Regions from separate parts of the Mus musculus genome. Here all the other regions are linked to region 3. Evidence: chromatin contacts called from public ChIA-PET and HiChIP or PLAC-seq data. All regions are on one chromosome and are shown on one strand. The core of a region is the stretch at or near the end of the contact, and the rest is flanking DNA. Distances in the headings are between cores, read along the strand shown.

The links. ChIA-PET counts read pairs in DNA pulled down with a chosen protein or histone mark. HiChIP or PLAC-seq counts read pairs in DNA pulled down with a chosen protein or histone mark.
Region 1: a contact with region 3 is called in an H3K4me3 HiChIP or PLAC-seq map of embryonic basal ganglia, with 4 times the contacts expected there. The contact joins two enhancer-like sites. A contact is called at or near these places in 3 of 15 datasets of contacts at CTCF or cohesin (the NIH/3T3 cell line, large pre-B cells and pro-B cells), 3 of 484 Hi-C or Micro-C datasets (B cells, embryonic stem cells and nephron progenitors) and 5 of 115 datasets of contacts at active chromatin or transcription factors (the 230-238 cell line, embryonic basal ganglia, embryonic limb bud and 2 more).
Region 2: a contact with region 3 is called in an RNA polymerase II ChIA-PET map of memory CD8 T cells, with 6 read pairs. The contact joins two enhancer-like sites. A contact is called at or near these places in 3 of 39 promoter capture datasets (the HPC-7 cell line, liver and pre-B cells) and 2 of 115 datasets of contacts at active chromatin or transcription factors (large pre-B cells and memory CD8 T cells).

What each region holds. Positions count from the first base shown.
Region 1 is chr10:110,820,342-110,823,041 of GRCm38.p6, reverse strand. All of the region lies in intron 2 of 1700020G17Rik (RIKEN cDNA 1700020G17 gene), which reads left to right. Among named protein-coding and RNA genes, the nearest start is that of Gm36808, 23 kb to the right of the region's middle. Within about 2 kb of position 1,376, at least 20 of the 459 cell types and tissues checked have an H3K27ac peak or open chromatin away from gene starts, as enhancers often do. A contact at or near this core is called in the 230-238 cell line, where this site is marked.
Region 2 is chr10:111,444,669-111,447,368 of GRCm38.p6, reverse strand. No RefSeq gene overlaps it. Among named protein-coding and RNA genes, the nearest start is that of Nap1l1, 27 kb to the left of the region's middle. Within about 2 kb of position 1,253, at least 48 of the 459 cell types and tissues checked have an H3K27ac peak or open chromatin away from gene starts, as enhancers often do. A contact at or near this core is called in the HPC-7 cell line and memory CD8 T cells, where this site is marked.
Region 3 is chr10:111,101,074-111,103,773 of GRCm38.p6, reverse strand. No RefSeq gene overlaps it. Among named protein-coding and RNA genes, the nearest start is that of Gm29916, 19 kb to the right of the region's middle. Within about 2 kb of position 1,338, at least 141 of the 459 cell types and tissues checked have an H3K27ac peak or open chromatin away from gene starts, as enhancers often do. A contact at or near this core is called in the 230-238 cell line, the HPC-7 cell line and memory CD8 T cells, where this site is marked.

The sequences.
Region 1 (2,700 bases), core at 127-2,626, 280 kb after region 3:
CCATGATGTAGGTGCTTGTCTGTCTGTCCATCCTCAGGTGAACCCAAGATGAGGATGATGACTAAGATGTCTTGAGACCAGGATAGGAAAACAAAGAATGAAGTCAACAACCCAGCCTCTCCTCCCCTGCCCCTCAGCCTCACCCTGTCCCCCTCCTCTCTGCTCACCCCTACTTGAAGTGGAAAGCTCATTTAATCTGTTTCCTGTTTGGGACTTCTTGGTGTGGCTTTGGAAGACAGTGTTCTGATGTGTAAAGCCATGCAGACCCTAACCCAAGAGAGCCACCCTCTGGTGTTTCTTCCTCATCCACGTTTGGATATGTTGGGACCTGGGGAGGAGAAATTTTAATTCAGGCTTTGGCCTGTTGGGGATTTTGTCAACAAGAACCACAAAGCCAGTTCCTTCGGCTTTTGGATGGAGTTTGGCTTCCTGGCAAAGGATGCCTTTGAAATGGCTTTGTTTTGTTTTTCAAAGTTCTCTTTTGAAGTAGAGAGGGAAGCAAAACCTTCCTGTAAACAACTTGTGTTGTTCTTTTTTTTTTCCAGGAAAAAAAAATTATATCACACCTATTTCTGATGTTATTTAAAATGCTTGGGCTTGTCTTCAAGAGAGCAAGTGTGTGGTCACTGGGACCACACGTAATGCTGATTTGCTAAGGGGATTATAGTTGGGTCTGAAGTCCTGGCAGGAATTGTTGATTTGGGGATGTGTGTGTGTGTATGGGGGGGGGGGTTCTGCTACAACAGCTGCTCTAGTTTCAAAACTGTGAGAGCAAAGTTACCTTCTAACCCCTCAAACCTCTCCTATCCTGTTGTAGTTACAGAAGACCAAAGTGCGCATGGGTATCCAACTCAAATCCTTTCACAACTCAGGTACTCAATTCTTAAAATTGAAAATTTTACTGTCTACCAGAAAATACAGTAATGTAACTCAGCAAATATGTTTTTACATTTTGAAATCATCAACTCAACACATAGCAGGACACATGAAGTCAAATATAATGTTGACCAAGGAAACATTACCGTCTTTATATTTTATGTGTTAGCATATCATATAAAACCCTGAAGAAATTTACCCTACTTTTTATTTCAACTTTTAAAGTAGTAACTGCAAAATTACGTCAGAAACATATTCTGCCCCCACAGTTGGGCAATCATGCATAGCATGTGGCCACCAAAACGATCTTTTTATAGTTCTGAGAGTGCCCAGTAGTTATTGGCATACTAGTTCCTTTTTAAAAGAAATATGTCATTTTACTCTGCAACCTATTTTTTTCCTTCAAAAAAATAAATTAGAAAATAAATTTCTCAGTGCCTGGCTCTGTCACAACTCATAATAAGCCTATTAGGCGTTTATGAATACATAAACAGCCGCAGGAAATCCATAGTTGGTTTAAAATGGGAAATCTGAGGGATACGTTTGCTGCCATTGCTTCAGTCCTTTTGAAATATAATTTTATGAGTTAGGCAAGTAAGATGGTTAATCTTGAGGGCAACTTGATAGACCAACTTAGGAGTCAAATTTCTGGTGTGTTTGTGAGGGCTTTTCCAGAAAGCTTTGACTGGGGATGCCTGACTCCTTGTTCCTTTGAGAATATGGGTGGAATTGTTCCTCGGGCTGGGGTTCCAACCTGAACAGAATAGAGAAATCGAGTGGAGCAACAATCTCTCTCTGCTTCCTTTTTAAAAATTACGTTAAAACATTGTTTGATATGCTAATTCCTCACTTCCCTTTTCCGTTTCCTCCTTCCAGATCCTACCAGGTAACCCCATCAGTGGTCTCTTTCAAATCCGCGGATGCTTTTAGTTTTTGTCGTCTGTATGTGGGTGAATGTTGTGTTTTGTAAAACGGCTGTGACCTCGGATGGAGCACCTCGATGGGCCTTTGATGAGGTGTCCCTCCGACGGGCCTCATATAAAAGGAAGTCTATTGGGGGAAGGGAGGGGACCTGGAAAAGGGATAGAGGAAGAGAAGGGGGCGGGGCAGACAGAGAAGGACAGAAAGAGAGAGGAGAGAAAGAGAGGAAGACAGGAAGAGAATGACCCGGAGCACGCAGGAATAGAGAGAGAAAAAGATGGAGAGCAAGCTGGGGTAGTGGAGCGGTCCCTTTTATAGACCAGGTAGGCTTACACCTGGCAGGCAGGTGATGGTGTAAGCTGTTGCTAGGTCGCTGTTGCTAGGTTCCTGGGAGGAGCCTAGTACAATTGTCTGTAAGCCTATAGTGAGGGGATGTGATGGGGTCAATGGCATCACACCTCTGCCACCATGGCTTGTTTGCTATGGTGATCTGTACCCTTGAACTGAGAGTCTAGCTAAACCTTTTCTCCAAGTAGTTTTTCTTGCACACTTTGTCATAGCAATGAGAAAATGAACATAGTAACCTTTTAAAACTCTGGATAAATATATGGATTCTCACATCTTATGCCATTGATTCTGCTTATGAAAGAACAACCAGGCTATTTGAAGTGAGTCTCTGAACAGTTGCAGTTCAGAGGGAAATCTGAAAAATCAGGGCCTACATGTAGCAGCTAATTTACTATACCTTTTTGTTTGTTTGTTTGTTTGTTTTTCGAGACAGGGTTTCTCTGTATAGCCCTGCCTGTCCTGGGACTCACTCTGTAGACCAGGCTGGCCTTAAACGCAGAAATCCACCTGCCTCTGTCTCCCTACTATAACTTTTAAGTATTAGTTTGTTTTTAA
Region 2 (2,700 bases), core at 4-2,503, 340 kb before region 3:
GAAAAAGGAAAAGACATAGAGATGGACCCAGAGCTCAGCCATTAAGAGCACTTGCTGCTCTTGGAGAGGACCCAGGTCCAGTTCTCAGCACCATGTGGCAACTTACAAACACCAAAACTCCAGTTCCAGGTGATTCGACACCCTTTTCTGGCCCTTTTGGGCCCTGCACACACACGGTGCATCTTCATGCATGTTGGAGGCATAATAAAAATAAATCTTAAAATCTTTCAAAAAAGATATTATGCAAAGAGCAGGCAACCTGGAAACATAGGCGTCAGGAATTGTAAATTCCAAAGAGCTACGATGTAAGAAGGACTTTTTAAAGAGGGGTACTAGGCCGTGTGTGGTGGTGCACGCCTTTAATCCCAGCACTCGGGAGGCAGAGGCAGGCGGATTTCTGAGTTCGAGGCCAGCCTGGTCTACAAAGTGAGTTCCAGGACAGCCAGGGCTATACAGAGAAACCCTGTCTCACAAAAACCAAAAAAAAAAAAAAAAAAAAAAAAAAAAAAAAAAAAGAGGGGTATTGGCACCCAGAACAGGAAGGGGAGACTTCCATATTTAAGTAAACCATATCCAGCAATCAAAAACATCACAACCTGGAGTTTGCATTTACAGCTATTATTTAACAATGTATGAACCCAAGGAGACTCAGCAAAGCTAACACAATGCTGAATGAAGCCAGGAAGAAACAATGATGGTCCACAAGATGAAAGCCCACGGTGTCACTAAGCCACTTGGGGAGGAGGACTTTAGTGGGGCTTACAGCACAGTTGATTCAGCTGTCGTAATTACTTCCAACATTAAAGGGAGCAGAAATGAATAGATCAATCGTGCCTCAGGCCAGTGTGCTAGCCACAGGAGTCTAAAAATAAATAAATGTCGCTGTGGAGAGCTTTAGAAGAGGAAGCTATCTGCTAAAAAGAGGACACATTGGCCCTTTATGTTTTTCCAAAGTCATGACTGAGTGACTCGAGCTATTCAAACGTCTCAGAAACGAACCCCTTGCATTTTGATACCTCAGCAATATTGAGGTTTAGCTGTTGTTGTTTTTTTTTTCTCTCTCTCTAAAAAGGGAATCCTAGCAAGCAACCAATTTAGTAGCATCCCAAACTGTTGCCTGCCCATCTACACAAAAGATGAATATCAGATTCCTGGAGGTGGTGAGGGGGGGGGCTTCCTCACGGGGCCAGCTCAGAGACATATGGCCTTTGAAACTATTTGATAAACAACTTCAGTTCTTGGAAAGATTGAGGCCAAGTTTGAAATGGGAGTTGACCACCAGAGACAGACAGCAAAGGCTTTTAGAAACCACAGTGGGGTGGGGTGGGGTGGAAACAGCTTTGGGGTGACTTGGAGGACAAGCATTTATTTGCCCCTGAGGGTATTTTTAGATGCTTTCTATTTTTAACTACAAATACCGAATCTTCATTCATGTTACTAACATGAACTTTCCTTTCGAAAAGAAGAAGAAGAAGAAGAAGAAGAAGAAGAAGAAGAAGAAGAAGAAGAAGAAGAAGAAGAAGAAGAAGAAGAAGAAGAAGGAAACCAAAACTTTATTTTGAGTTTAGAAATTGAATTAATATGAAATGCTTATTGGTAGATAGGACAAAATGTCTGCAGTTGCCATGTGAATGTTCAGAGAAGCAACTGGCTTAGAGAAGATCTCTCTTAGTCTTTGGTCTCCTCCACTCCTGCCCATGCATCCTTACTCTGTGCTAGCTGGTCCATGGCCTTCTGGGAAATTCTCCTCTTCATGTGACCTATCTCACCATAGGAGCGCTGGGATGACAGATGTGCAGCACCACACCTGGTGTTTGCATGTGGGGTTGGGGATGGAACTCAGGTCATCAGGTTGCACAGCGAGGTATGTGAGCCATTTGGCCAGCCTCATCCCCCTAACCCCCATCCCCCACACTATGAGGTAGTCAGAAAGCATCACCAGATGCTACAACTGAGCTGTTTTGACCCCTCCAAAACTATGAGCCTAAAACATTTCACTTTGTAGACCCAAATATTTTATTTTAGCACAAAAAAATAGACTAGTACAGTGGCTTATACTGTTTATTCATGGGTACCAGCTATACAAATGACAGTGTAGGCTGAACATTTTTTTATGCTAGATGTTCTCAACCTATAAGTAATGACACTTTGGGGGTCAAATGACCCTTTGACATTGTGATGGTTTGTATAGGATTAGCCTAGGGAATTGCACTATTAGGAAATGTAGCCTTGTTGAAATAGGTATGTCATTGTGGGTGTGGGCTTTAAGACCCTCATCCTAGCTGCTTGGAAGCCAGTATTCTGCTAGCAGCCTTCAGATGAAGATGTAGAACTCTCAGCTTCTCCTGCACCATGTCTGCCTGGATGCTGCCATGTTACCACCTTGATGATAATGAACTGAACCTGTGAACCTGTAAACCAGACCCCATTAAATGTTGTCCTTTATAAGACTTGCCTTGGCCATGGTGTCTCTTCACAGCATTAAAACCCTAACTAAGACTGACATGGATTACCTAAGACAATCAGAAACACCCGATATTTATTTACATTGATTCATAACAGTAGCAAAATTACACTTATGAAGTAGCAATGGAAATAAGTTTATGTTTGGCGGTCATTACAACAGGAGGAACTGTATCAAAAGGTCACAGCAATGGGAAGGTTGAGAAACACTGTCCTATGCAAATCATAAAAGATATC
Region 3 (2,700 bases), core at 89-2,588:
GGACTTAAAAACAACAGACCAAGCTGAGCATGGACTGAACTCTCAAACCCGAGGCTCCCACCAGAGGCTCCTCGTTTGCTCTCTATTGCTGTGATAAATATCACGGCCAAGAGTAACCTGGGAGAGGAAAGGGTTAACCCAAGTTATAATCCACCAGGAAGGGAAATCCAGGCAGGACTCAGAGGTAATGGAGGAACGCAGTTTAGAAACTTGCTCCTGGTTGCTGAGCTTATTTATTTATTTTTATTCATCCCAGAACTATCAACCCAGGAGTGGTCTGGACTATTCCACATGGATCATTGGTGAAGAGAATGCTCCCCCACAGACTTGCTCACCGGCCAATCAGATGGAGGCATTTTTCTCTCTTCCCAGATTGCCCTAGCTGTGTCAAGCTAACGCAATACTGACCAGCACAGACTTCTTGCTCATGTTCAGGAAGCTAACGGAGCACTTCTCTTAGCTAAGTCAGCTGCTTATTCTCTGCGGTTGCTGCCTCACGGTCGGACGGACGGACGTGAAGTCTGATGACTCACGCCATGCCGCTTGACAATAGCCAATCCTGGGTGCTCTGTGACCGTGACACCCCCAGCTTTGGCACTACTCACTCGCTACTCTGAATTTGAGTCTTTCCATTTCTGACACCTACAAGCCTCCCCTTTCTTACATGGATTTGAGTATGAGGAGCGGAGGGGGCCAGTCTACATCCGGTCAGTTCATGGATCAAAACAAAAGCACGACTATAAAGGATCAGAGAATCAATATTATCTATATTATCCCTCAGCTTGCGGCTACTACACCTGGGTGGGGCTGGGGGCGGGGCAGCAACCTGAGAGACGGGGGGGCGGGGGGGGGGCGGGGGGGGGCACGTTCTGAATGAAGCAAGCTTTTGATTCCGCTGCCAGAATCCTGTCTGCTTCACCTGCAAAGATGAAACAGAATTTAGAAACTTGATTGTCTGTCTTGAAGACCAGAAAGTCTGACGCTCATAAGATTGAAGGCATAGGTGATTTAAGAAACATCCACAGCAGTGACTGGTCCAAGTTCTTTGAAAAGTGTCTCGGAGGCGTTCGCTTTCCTTTCAAGATTCGGAATGCGCAAGAAGCTGCTGATTGGTGGCTTGGTTTTACGCTTAGTCTTGGATAAAGAAACACTGTTGGAAAACAAACTTGGTAACAAGAACCACACATGGAAACTACCGCATCAATGCAGGATTAATCGGCTCCAAACACGCACAGATTCCCCTCTGCTAAAGCAGGAAATACTCTGGGTCCCACCAGCTGCATCCTCCTCGCTGGAGGCCAAAGATGCCAGAGATATTTAAGCCTAAGTGCTTTCGGTTCTGTCCTGGCCAGAGGCCACGGGTGCCAGGAAATAGAAGCAGTTTTGCCTTATCTCCCTTGGCCTAAAGGAACCCTTTTCCCAGAAACCAAATATGATGTCAGGGCTGAGACCAGGAATGGGAGCGGGCTTGATCGGCTCACCCCAGCTCCAGGCCTCCATCCAGTGAGGTCTCATTGGGAGACTCACTGGAATCCCACTTTCTGGGAACCCAGTGGCATGGGGACCCTGACTTTTTCCTTTTTGAGTTTTCTGCAATAGAACCGTTCTTACTAAAACTCACCCTCTGTGAGTCATGGAATTCATTCTTCCAGTTCGTGAGAAGAGAACCTGAAAGCCACTGGCTCCAACCGCTGTGGTTTTCTGAGTTATCTGAGACCCTAGTTCCCCAAGGTGAGCTCACAGAGCAGAAGAGAGGCCCTGCTCACAGACACCTCAAACTTTACATATTGTTAGAATCTGATAAGTCAAAAATTACTTAAACTGCAACTCAAGATGGACATTGGTCAACATGGATGTAAATAATTCCAGCGTTAGGGTTAATTTAATGGCTGTGGCTGGCCTCCTTCAGATTCAAACTCATCATGGCTGCTTGGGAATGCTTAAGACAACCCACAGTTCCTTTAGGAGACTGTAGTACAAGCCATAGCTGCTAAGGCAACTCATACAAAAGAGAGCATGCTGTTGCTTTAAACAAATTCCTAGTTTTGACATAAGAAATGCAGTTCTTGGCCAGGCGGCTCAAATTCTACATAGGGAAGAAGAGTTCAGCAAGCTAACAGACAAAACGAGTGAGGGCATAGTAGCTACTGGGCAAAGATTACTATTCAAGGACAGATTACAGACTGGGCAAAGCCGGAACACGCGAGCATCAGGATTGCAACTTCTTACCTGTTTAGCCCAACCCGGAACCTTGTGCGCTTCCTGTGTGAGCATTTGGAAACCAAGTGTCAGGTGTTTGCAAGTGGGATTCCAGAAAACTGATTGTGCTTCATAGCTTGGCCAACACTGTTTTTTCCATTAATAAAGTTTGGGAGAGCAAAAGAGAAGGAGAGGAAAAGGGGGAGGAGAAGGAGGAGGAGGAAGGAGAGCAGGTGGGAGGCAAAGGAGGAGGAGAGGGAGGAGGGGAGGAGTGAGAAGAATAGGAGGAGAAAGAGGAGAAAAAAGGGGGGAAGGGGAAGAGGAAGGAGAGAAAGAGAAAGGAGGGGGAGAGAAAAAGGAAGGAGGGGAGAAGGGAAAGAGGGAGAAGGTTGTTCTATGTAATTTGTGTAGTTCTGCATTACCCCTCTCCTTCAGGGGTTCTCTTTCTATAAGCAACTTGCCTATTTTTTTTTTTAATGTATCCCTTAGCGAGACCCAGCA